Linked DNA regions of Pan troglodytes: all the other regions are linked to region 1. The links are chromatin contacts, called in public Hi-C maps. All regions are on one chromosome and are shown on one strand. The core of a region is the stretch at or near the end of the contact, and the rest is flanking DNA. Distances in the headings are between cores, read along the strand shown.

What was found. Hi-C and Micro-C count contacts between places; a contact is called where the count stands out from the background.
Region 2: a contact with region 1 is called in a Hi-C map of stem cell-derived neural progenitor cells, with 4 times the contacts expected there. The contact joins two enhancer-like sites. A contact is called at or near these places in 1 of 7 Hi-C or Micro-C datasets (stem cell-derived neural progenitor cells) and 1 of 1 datasets of contacts at active chromatin or transcription factors (stem cell-derived excitatory neurons).
Region 3: a contact with region 1 is called in a Hi-C map of stem cell-derived neural progenitor cells, with 12 times the contacts expected there. The contact joins two enhancer-like sites. A contact is called at or near these places in 5 of 7 Hi-C or Micro-C datasets (induced pluripotent stem cells, a lymphoblastoid cell line, lymphocytes and 1 more), 1 of 1 datasets of contacts at active chromatin or transcription factors (stem cell-derived excitatory neurons) and 1 of 1 other capture datasets (stem cell-derived neural stem cells).

Annotation. Positions count from the first base shown.
Region 1 is chr4:27,474,587-27,478,211 of NHGRI_mPanTro3-v2.0_pri, reverse strand. LOC112209211 reads right to left here. Exons shown (of 5, transcript XR_008547911.2): 3 at 1,729-1,792. Among named protein-coding and RNA genes, the nearest start is that of MIR9-2, 6.1 kb to the left of the region's middle. Within about 2 kb of position 1,656, at least 15 of the 24 cell types and tissues checked have an H3K27ac peak or open chromatin away from gene starts, as enhancers often do. A contact at or near this core is called in stem cell-derived neural progenitor cells, where this site is marked.
Region 2 is chr4:28,204,776-28,208,400 of NHGRI_mPanTro3-v2.0_pri, reverse strand. All of the region lies in intron 2 of LOC107974628 (a long non-coding RNA gene), which reads right to left. Among named protein-coding and RNA genes, the nearest start is that of TMEM161B, 330 kb to the right of the region's middle. Within about 2 kb of position 1,745, at least 12 of the 24 cell types and tissues checked have an H3K27ac peak or open chromatin away from gene starts, as enhancers often do. A contact at or near this core is called in stem cell-derived neural progenitor cells, where this site is marked.
Region 3 is chr4:28,008,114-28,011,738 of NHGRI_mPanTro3-v2.0_pri, reverse strand. No RefSeq gene overlaps it. Among named protein-coding and RNA genes, the nearest start is that of TMEM161B, 130 kb to the right of the region's middle. Within about 2 kb of position 1,923, at least 16 of the 24 cell types and tissues checked have an H3K27ac peak or open chromatin away from gene starts, as enhancers often do. A contact at or near this core is called in stem cell-derived neural progenitor cells, where this site is marked.

The DNA of each region.
Region 1 (3,625 bases), core at 407-2,906:
GTCTCAGCACCCACAGGGTTAAATATGCTAATTTGCATTCAAATGGAGACATGCATGATAATGTGAATGCAAAATATGCAGAATCTGGAGGGGTTTGAGAAATTAATTTTTCTTTCTTCTTTTCTTTTATTTTTAGCTTGGAAGGAAGAGGGACTCTTAAAAAAACATTAGGGACTTGAACCTTGTAACCTGCCATACAAAAGAGGAGAGTCTTTCCATGTAAGGATTTTAAGTCTGGAACAAAGTCTTATTTTCTAAATGTTTAAGGAACTGAATTTCCAGGCCTTTCGAACAATGGCAATCCCTGGATAAATATCTACTCCATTAGAAAGATGCAAATAGTTTACTGTAAGGCCACAGCACCGTGAGATGTGCATTCATATCTATGGCTCCTGATTGGCTCTTTCCTCCAGTAAATCAATGAATAATGTAAAACCTGATTGCTGTAAAGTGGTGGATTTTTGAAAAATTCCCTTCCCCCATTCCCTCTCGATCCAACATTCAGGAATTCAATACTCCCCAAAATAGGTTGTTTTTCTTTTATGATTTTTTTATGCTTATTGTTATTTTGGACTGGAGGGGTGGGGCTATTGGTTTTGCAAAATGAAAGTATTGCCCTGGTTTAATTATGCTGACTGTGGGAGCTCGCTTCCTGAGACAGCGCCCTAATTACCGGTGCCAAGGTGGAGAAAGGAGGGTGGTAGACAGAGGTGGACACCAAGAAAGGGAGGAAACGGAACCCGACTCTGCGGTGCTGGGCCCAAGGCAGCCACAGCTCCAAAGGGGCCCCCGGCCGTGGCCGTGACTTGACAGAGCCTCCGGTCTAACTTCTGATCAATTCCACTGCTCTCCTGACCCCTCAAGACAGTCCCCCATTCAAGCACCGCGGGTACATTTGCAAGATAAAACGCCGCAGACACTAATGCAAATACATTGCCCGAGTTCCCATCACCCTGGGTTCCTGCAGATAATTCCAGGCCACAGAAAGGAGTTCTTGCCTTCCTCAGCCGGGTCTAGACTCTAAGCAAACCGCAAAGACCTAGCTCCGTTTGGATACCAGAAGCGTCTTAAGCTGAACCGCTCCAAGTACCAATAACTAACCATGATGGTTGCATCTTGATGAATCTGAACTTGGGATAACCCTGTAAAGCGGCCTCTCACCTCCCAAAATTCAAAAGGCAAAGAGAAAAGGGAAGTGGAAAGCCACCAGATCTACTTAGCTACTGTACTAAGTTTTCCACCAAAATCTAATCAGACCCTCGCTTCCTTGCCAGGTAATTGCAACTTTGGGGCGGTTAAAGGGAGGCGAATTATTCAAAATGCGAATTCGAATACAGAAGTGCAAAATACAAGTGCATTTTGCTCTAGGTTTAAAAGGGAAAAGCCCCCCCAAACACACCACCACCACCACCACCACAAAATTACATACAAAAATTCCCTTTTCCAACGCGAAGATTTCCTGGCATCTCTCTGCGATTGGGGGTCAAGCCGCTGGATAATTAACAGTACTGGCTAAGAAAACTCACGAGATCAACAGGTTTAACATCCGAGGCACACAATCAATTAGCTGAAGCAAAGCCCCGGACTGGCCCTCGGAGCGGCCCGCAGCGGGACTCTGCGGGCACCGGCTAGCGGGCGAGGTGAGGAGTGCGAGCGCGGGGCCGCGGCGGGCACTGCTGGCCTCGCGCCGCGGGCGAGCTGCAGCCTGAGGGCCGCCACGATACTCACTTGATCTCCCTGCGCCAGGCAATGCTGCCCCCCAAATCCAGCTGGGCAGGAACCGAGGCGCCGGCTGAAAGACAAGATCCAGAGTCACAGCACGGCCGCAGCACACAAACAGGCTTCTTTCGGCGTCTCCAAAAAAAAAAAAAAAAATGTTTTTCTCATCATTCCTCTCCTCTGCTCAACACATTTAATACTGCCGCTCAATTCCACATGGTGATTCTTGGTTGATTGCGTCTAAAATAGTTTAAATGGGTCTTCCCTTCTGGGGAGAGGGAGAAGGGCGCAAAAGACCAAGGAGTAAAAAAAAAGCCAACTTTTACCCCCCATACCAGGCACTTGCTCCCTGAGCCTCGGAGTGGAGAGTGAAGTGGTGTGTGCGAGGCTTGGCAAGTTTTTGGGGGGGCTGTCCAAGGTCTAGTCCAGCCCCCTCTGCCGAGGAGGACGTGCTCTGAAACTCAACCAATTTCCCCACTGCTTTTGTTACTGATGAACTGAAGCCCTATTGTTCATCCATTGCCACGGTCTTTTTCAGTCCCCACACTACGTTCTGCGTTGCCAGAGATAATGAATTTGCACCCAAACCTCTCATAGTCCCCTCCTGACAGACGGAACAAATTAGAAATGTCTCGTCTGAAGGAAGGCAATGGCTACATTTTCCTATTGTAGGATGCAAAGCACACATTTCTTTGGAAACTTCTTTTGCTTTTTTCTTTTTTTTAAATCCTTTTCTTCTCTTTTTCTTTTTTCCTCCAGTTTTTTTTTTCTCTCTTGGTTTCTTAAGATTCTTCTTCTTTTTTTTTTTTATTACAGAATCTCCCTGTCGTTTTTCCAATGCACTGTTTTATGTAACTTGTGAGTCTTCCTAACCTTCTTCCCCTTCTTTCCTCTCCTTTCTTAAGGACTCCCTTTGCAATTTTATTTACAAACTTGGAGAATGACCTTTTGACTCGCAGACTTTTTTTTTTTTAAAGGTCTTTTGGTTCAAGTCCCCCTTCTTCACTCCTCCCCGTTTGTGTCGTGGTTGTTAAATGTGTTTGGCTAAAGACAAGCAATGCATTCTAAAGAATTTTATTCTCTAAACTCTAGAGGTATTCTAAATGTACCAGGGACGCGCCATAGGGGTTATCTATTTGAGGAGGAAGAAAAAGCGGGTGTGTGTGTGTGTGTGTGCGCGCGCGCGCGCGTCTGTCTTCCACGGAAAGAGAGACGGAGAGATGTGGGAGGGTGGGGGTGGAAGTATGCAGACAGAGAAGGGTGGGGGCTTCGAGGGGAAGGTGGGCTTCCTGCAACACAAGCGGAGAGGCTGTCAGGGGTGTGGGCGCGGGGGTGCGGGGAGGCGGTGCAGGAATCCGTCCCGCCGAGTGCCGTCGGCCCCTGTGGGCCTGTTTGCGCGCCTGGGGCTGGCCGCATCCTGGGCGCGGGTGTCTGCGTGCCAGGGTGGTAGTTCCGAGCCTGCGCGCGTGCGACCGGGTACGGGAGGGGGAAGAGTGCCGTAAAAATTCAGACGAGTGGCCCGTATGTAAATGCAGCCCGCGGGGAGCAGGGAGGCGGTAATGAGAGCCGCTGGCGCTCAGCCCCGCCGGCGGCCCCTAGCTTTCCCGCCAAGTGCAGCCGGAGGACAGACAGCCATGCGTGTCCTTGGCGGGAGAGCCCCCACCCGCCGCGCGCGCCCGACCCCCGCGCACACGCACACACCCCTCGCAGGCGTGGGGCCCAGTGGCCACGAGCATGTCAGGAAAACAAAGCTGGGGCTGCGAGGTGGAACGATGAAACGGCACACTTGGCGGCCGAGGGCAGAGCGGAGAAGTCGCCACCACAGCCACCGGCGCCCCTTTCTTGCCTGCTCGTAGCTCTGCCCTCCGGCCCAGAAGAGGCCGAGGACCATTTCTTAGCTGCCCCA
Region 2 (3,625 bases), core at 496-2,995, 730 kb before region 1:
ATCTTATTTGAAATTATAATATGTTTTCTAAAAAACGCAAAGTGACAAAACTGACTTTGGGATAGAGCAACTTTTTAATACATTATATTTTATCTTAAATATGGTACAGATTGTGTTTCTCAGAAACAGACTATTCCCATCTCCTTCTCTTTCAATCCTCCACTCCAAGGGCTCGACCCCCATGTTCTAACTCTTCAAATGATTTGGGATAAGAACTATTCTAATGTAAACTTCCACAGGGCCATTTGGAGCTCTGTGCAGAATCAATAAAATAAATTAGCTGAAGTAACAGCTGAGCTAATCATGAGAATGTTTAAAATGATAAGAACTTGAATTAAAGTTTTTCTACGTGCCAATGGATTTAACTAACTACCATATGCTGTTCCACTTTGAGCAACAGGTCTAGTTATCAAGTCTCCTATTGTCCAAGGTGAAGAAAGTCAGGTGGAAGAGTTTCTGGGGCCAGTAATAAAAATTAGAAGATCCATAACACTTTGTGATCCCTTTCCAATACACTGTATAATCAAAAGATCAGATTTATCTTGAAACAAGAAAGAGAATGTGTTTCTCATTAAAAGAAAAACAAAAACTGCAGTTTCACTCTATATCTTCCATAAAGAATGGATTTTCCTGTATCGATATCACTACAGTTTTTAAATTTCATTCTTATTTATGCTCTAATTAATCAAGATAACATAACCCATCCTAAAGTTAAGCTTTATCTAGGCAACTTTTCTAATGTTTTCATTAACTTTCTTTAAATTGCCAGCATGGTGAAGATGTAATGTGTCACCTAGGCCCTTGTCTTTATTTCAGTCTGTAGTGGTGGAAGCCACAAAACTTATACACCATATTATCCACTGCAATGAGAATACAGCTAGCCCCAAATCAAATGCTTTTCTTTCCTCAAAGCCTCAACAATGTTGCCCTCCCCCCCTATAAATTAGCAGTGTTTAGAAGGAGACTTGTGCACATTCTATAGATTATTTTAAGGAAAAGCTCTGTCATCCATAATACATTTGGACTTCTTTCTAGTTGAAGATTTATAATTTTTTTATTGATGGGTTATGAATATTGACACAGGAGATATTCATTGTTTATTGAAGGCTTGTTTACATAAAAGATCTTCACAGGCTACCCCCTAAGTCTAGAGGTCCTAAACCAGTGTCAGGGAGCTGTCTGGGTATTTTTTCCCACGTATTGCACTGCCATTCTACCAACAATAGAGGCCCATTAACGTTTGGCCCTTCAAGTTACTGCAGCCCAAGCCTCAGTGGCAGGACGTCTGCCCAATATGTAAAATAACGGAATGAATGGATTCCTTGGAAACAATGATAACAAGACCTGGCTGAGCTAACTGTGACAGCATGTGGTAATTTTCCAGCCCGCTGGCCCTGTAAAGGAAACTGGAACACAAAGCATAGACTGCGGGGCGGGCCAGCCTGAATAGCTGCAAACAAGTGCAGAATATCTGATGATGTCATACGCACAGTTTGACAGATGGGGCTGGACAATTTTTCCCCCTTTAAACGTGTTCTTAACTATTTGTATTCCACTGGCTTCTCACTTGGGAAGTTCAATCCTGTAATCACCTGCTTGAAAGACTAAACAAACCTTAACTGTCATGTGCTTGATTCAAGTACCACCAGTTTTATGAAGAAAAATGATATCCATTATTAGTGGCTGAATGCTGAGGGGAGCAGTGGGGGAGAGGGTGTTGCTGTGGATTAATGCATCATCTCTGCTTTCAGCTGTGGGCCAGGTTTTGAGTCTAGCTCTGACTGAATCCTGCCATACACTTTGAATAGCATAATGAAGTATTGTTATTGCCTCAGTCTAGTCATTACATCAGGGAAACAGACATCTAAAGTTATCAAAACTGATTACTAGCTGAGCTTTTGTGTCCATAAAATAAATGCATTAAAAAGAAGGCTTTTTTTTGTTGTTGTTCTTATGGGTGTTCTATCAAGGTTGGATGTTTTCGTGTTTATAGCATTATGTGTCACTGTGTGTAAGTTGGTGTTAGGGTATATCTGTAGTCAGTACTCTCCCAAAACATGCCCATATGTGGATCTGCATGCGTGTGTGTTTAAGCTGGTGCATGGGAGACAGAGAAAATGAAGATTGACAACATTTATAAAAATGAGACACAACTCAATTAAAATTCACCGAAAATAGTAAATGAACCAGAGTACTCAGTTTAATTGTAATGACACAAGACTGTCTTTTTCTACCCTTCAAATAAGTAGCTGCTTTGGATCTCACATGTCTTCACCATTTTATTCATTTGGTTCTTTTTATTTACTTTTCAAGGAATTTATGTAAATATATGTAGGCTACAAAATAGGTCTCAGATACAGCCTGATTCTGTAATCTTTTCATCAAATAGCTAACCAAAGAGAGATAGCCAAAGGATTCTGTTTATGGAGAAGTGATATCTGTTCCACAGAAAAGCATGGCACACTGCCTAGCCTATAGACACAAGAATAATAGAAATAGCATAAAATTAAAAATTAATGATTAGGTTTTACAAAATATCTTTTCAACTAGGAGAGCACCACACCCTAAACTATGGTCTTTAGCTTCTCCCAGATTATAGAAGGTTTACAGAAGCTATCCCAAACTTACCTTCCCCTGTCTTAAGTAACATAGTTGTTGGGTAGGAAAATAAAAAGGTGATACATGTAAGCAAAGGGAATTCTCACTTTCACCCTTGAAGAATCACTACGCTCCGCTTACCTCTACCCACAACCTCCACCAACATCTTTTAGATGTGAAAAGAAAAACATATCCCTGATATTATCTACCATTTACCAGTTCACCTAGACATAATCAAACTATGCTTTGGTCGTCTTTCATGCATTCATTCAATGATGAGTGCCTGCTATGGGCACGACACTGAGCTATATCTTTATTCTTTGCAAAGACTCCAACTGGGATTGTGTTATCTCTTTAAATTCAGTGTAGGAGAATTATTTGCACATTGCACATTTGCACCAGTAGCTGCTTCTCAACAGAGGAGTTGTGGTTCACAAGGAGCCAAAATCATCTATTCTTAGATTATGCCTAAATTTGAGGGCCTTGCAGCTACTATAACCTGTAATGAATGAGAAGCTCATCACAGGGCACGTTGTTTATGAGAGGAGTTTTTTCCTGCTTCCCACATTTTCTGCTAACTAGCACCAAGGGCATCCTTCTACACGTTTACACCAGATGGAGGTTCCCAACTGTTACTGAAGGTCAAATTGTTTTATTAGTAGCTGTGGTGCTTTCATCTCGAGAGGAGGTTAAGAAGGTGAGAGGAATGAAAAAAAAAAAAAGGTGGGGATAGGTAACAAGAGTTTTCAATGATCACATGTCATAATCTGAAACTATCCACAAGCTGTTCTTTGAGACTTGCTTCAGATCCCTCTATGTCAGCAGCCTAGGTGGGGCATTGTTAGAAGGCTTTGAGAGGATAGCCAAGGACTTTAGTTGAGGAACAGTGTGATACTAGGTAGGAAGGAAAGACAAAATCTCAAGTTCCCACTGCTAACAATGAGTTAAAAGTGTGTTAGCACATTACCTTTTTCAAGTCCTCATCTGACCAAAAAACCAAACTACCGAGGTTAATAAAAATAATAGC
Region 3 (3,625 bases), core at 674-3,173, 530 kb before region 1:
CTCCCCCATGCTGGAGTTCGCGCGCATTCTTCCCCAACATGCTTTTATACTTTTATTACATAGTTACGTACCAACAAATTGTTATGGGAAGGATAATTTTACGTTAATAGATATTAATATTGCATCAATATCACATTTTTTTTGAGACGGAGTCTTGCTCTGTTGCCCCGGCTAGAATGCAGCGATCTCGGCTAACTGCAACCTCCGCCTCCAGGGTTCAAGCAATTCTCCTGCCTCAGCCTCCCGAGTAACTGGGATTATAGGCGCCTGCCACCGCCCCTGGCTAACTTTTGTACTTTTAGTAGAGACGGGTTTCACCATCTTGGCCAGGCTGGTCTCGAATTCCTGACCTCATAATCCACCCTCCTCGGCCTCCCAAAGTGCTGGGATTACAGGCGTGAGTCACCGCGCCCGGCCAATATCACATGTATTCTTTTGCAATTTGCTTTTTTTCATCCAACATTGCTTTTAAGATAGTCAATTCATAAAGAGTATTTCACTGTAGGGATATGCCAATACATTAATTCACTGCACTTTTGACAGATATTTAAGCTGTTTCCATGCTCCATGTTACACTGTGCCATATTTATCTGTTATTATATCTCTTCTTCTTGCAAGACAATGAGCAATTCCAGAACAGAAAGCATCCAGAATTCCTATCCCTTTCCCTAATTTCCGGTACACCTGCAAATCACTGCCTGCGTAATGTGTTTCGCATGGAAAAAGATGCTGTGTACCTGGCACACAATAAGCACCACTCCATAAAAATGTGTTGAAAGAATAAAAGCTGACAAAATGTTATTTTAAATCTTGCGGTCTCTACTCACTTCTCTGCGGTGTAAGATTTAAGGGGGAACTGACTCAATTCTCACTAAAAAGTCCCTTAGTATTCCAGTGTGGACGTAGAGAGATCTATGAAACAAGGTCACTTCACAATTCTCTTGCTTTCGCGTTAGAGGATCTCAAAGCACTACACAAACCGCGATTTTCTCCAGTGATTTTTCCTCTCAATGTGCCTCAAGGTCAGTTCAGAGCAGTATTCAAAGCTTGAATACTCTTCACCAGCAGCTGTAAAGGGCCGGAAAACCAGAGTCTGGATGTAAATAACAGTAACAAACTATTCCCGGATCTTGTTTTTTTTTTCTTTTCATGGGTCCCCATTTGCGCTCTTAGTCGGCTTACCCGTCCTGTTCCAGGAGCCGACAGGGAACAGCCCACCTGGAGCAGGTCTTGGGCCACCACTCGCCCCGCCCCCCGTCTCCAGTCCTCACTCGCTCTCCCCGCTCCTATTAAGCAGCTAACGCTGGGTGATCTCCTCTCCAGTTCTTCGTGGTTTCATTGTAGCCTTGATATACAAGACAAATGCACACTTTACTCTGGGCTTAAAAAACCATCTATCATCATCCTTTGGGCATGACAAATACATTGTGTGTTTCAGAGAAATTAATCTGGTATTTAGGGGGAGAAAGGCATTTCCAACCAGTCTCCGTGCAGAACCTTCCCGCAAACCCTGTAGCGGCATTTTTCGACACTTTTCTCCTCCTTTCGGCAAGTCTCAAACTTGACCTTCGAGAGGATTTTAAGGGTAGAGCCTTCCTCCCTTTCCCTCGTCTGCTCCAAGAGCGCACGTAGGCCTTCTTCTGGGAAACAGCTGCTCAGGACCAGAGCTCGGAGAACTGCACTTCCAGGAGCGCGGGCGCGGCCGGGGAAAAGGGAGGAGGCGGCAGGAGGGGGCAGGAGGTGGAGGGAGGAGGAGGATCGGTCTGAATATGCATGAGGCACCCAGCACTGCCCTCTTCCCCGGCAGCTGCTCGGGCGGGGGCGAAGGAGGGAAGGGGAGGGGAGGGAAGGAAATGAGGCTGGGGCGGGGTGGCCAGAGCAGCCGCAGAGGCTGACGCGGGTTTGGAGAACGGAAGAGATGATTTGCATGGCGCCTGGTGATTGGCTGATGGCCGGGGGCTGGGTCTGAGAGGCGGCCCCTGAATGGTTTAACGGAGGAAATTACAAGATTCATTCGGCTAAAGAAAGCCGGGGCGGGCCTGGTCGGCGCAATATGCAGCCTGTCCGCAAGGGGGCGCGATGGCCTATCTTTGTTCTGGTTAAAGGCTCCTTTTCCCTCCTCCCCCGCCCCCGCCCCCGCCCCCACCCCCCACACACAGACACACACGCAGAAAGTGCAGAGAAACCCTGTGATCCAGTCAACTGGCTCTGCCCCGTCTATTAAGAAAGATGAACACTCCTTTCTCTTCCATCTCCTTCATGGGAGACCACTTTTCATTTCAGATTATCACATCAATAAATATTCTTCGAGGAATAAAAAAGGCACTTTGCCAAAAGATAAGAGAATATATAAGAAATATCTGGATTGTGGAGAAAGACAATACATGAAGGCAGGAGAATAGGCACATATATGTAAATATGCACATAATCACCTCCGAGAACGCAAAGCACGGGAGGTAGAGACAAACAGAACACCTGGAGAGAACACATATCGCTCACAAGGTTCTCACAGGCTGTGCACGCTCTTCCACACACCGAGGCACACACCCACTGACCGGCACGCAGTCTCCCCCTCCACACACACACACACACACACACACAGAGAGAGAGAGAGAGAGAGAGACGGACCTCAGAAAAGGCATCCAAATGAATTCACACTCAGTGGAAAGACTGCCGAGAAAATACTAGAGAAGAATTAAAATGGTTCATCCCCTCCCCCTCCAAAAAAAAAATACTCAAGCGAAATGACTCTATTTGCATAATACTAATATACGCAGGACGCAGACACGGGCAAGAAAAAAAAAGGCTCCATTTGATGCACACCAGAGAATGGGTGTATACACACACACACACAAACACGCACACACACGCACGCGCGCCTGCGGGCGGGACACACCCACAGCCTATGTCCTCCGCCCACGGGCACGGGCAGAGCACCGATGCATCAATAGCGCTCAGTACAGTTGTCCAGAAAACACCAATGCGAGAAAAACGAAAGAAACCCACCCTATTCAGCCAAGGAAGCACCACTGGGGAACCTAGGTTTTCTAAACACACACGCATACACAACAGGCACACACACACACCCTTGTTAAACAAGAGAGTTGAGTTCAAAGATATAATAGATGCACAATGGATAACTGAGTGCTGGAGAATGTCATCCGCTTAAACAATACTTTGAAATTGTTTCAGCCTGAAGACAGCTTTCTGGGTTGCTCCCTGAAAAATCATACCTAAGAAAAATAAAATCTTCTCATTGATCCTGCTTTCCTTTTACTTTCTTTTTTCTTCTTTTCTTTTTATTTTTCAATGACCGAATAGAGGGAGAATTCCCTTTCCTCCAAAGGAGGGTAGCCCTGTTTTTGTTTTTCGAGTCCATGAGCTTACTGTTCATTTCCTAGTGAAGAAGGTGCCAGGGAGCGGTCCTCGGCAGCCTCCCAGCCAGACAGCGCCACAAAAAGGCATTATTACACATCCCAAATAACAAGGGTTGTCTATATATTTACAAATCTGTTCAAACATTTAACCTTTTAACTTGCTAAATATCCCCCTCTTCTCTTTCTTGCGCTCTCGGCTCTCCCCCCTTTCTGCTTTCTCCTCCTTTTCCTTTCTCTTTCTAAAAGAG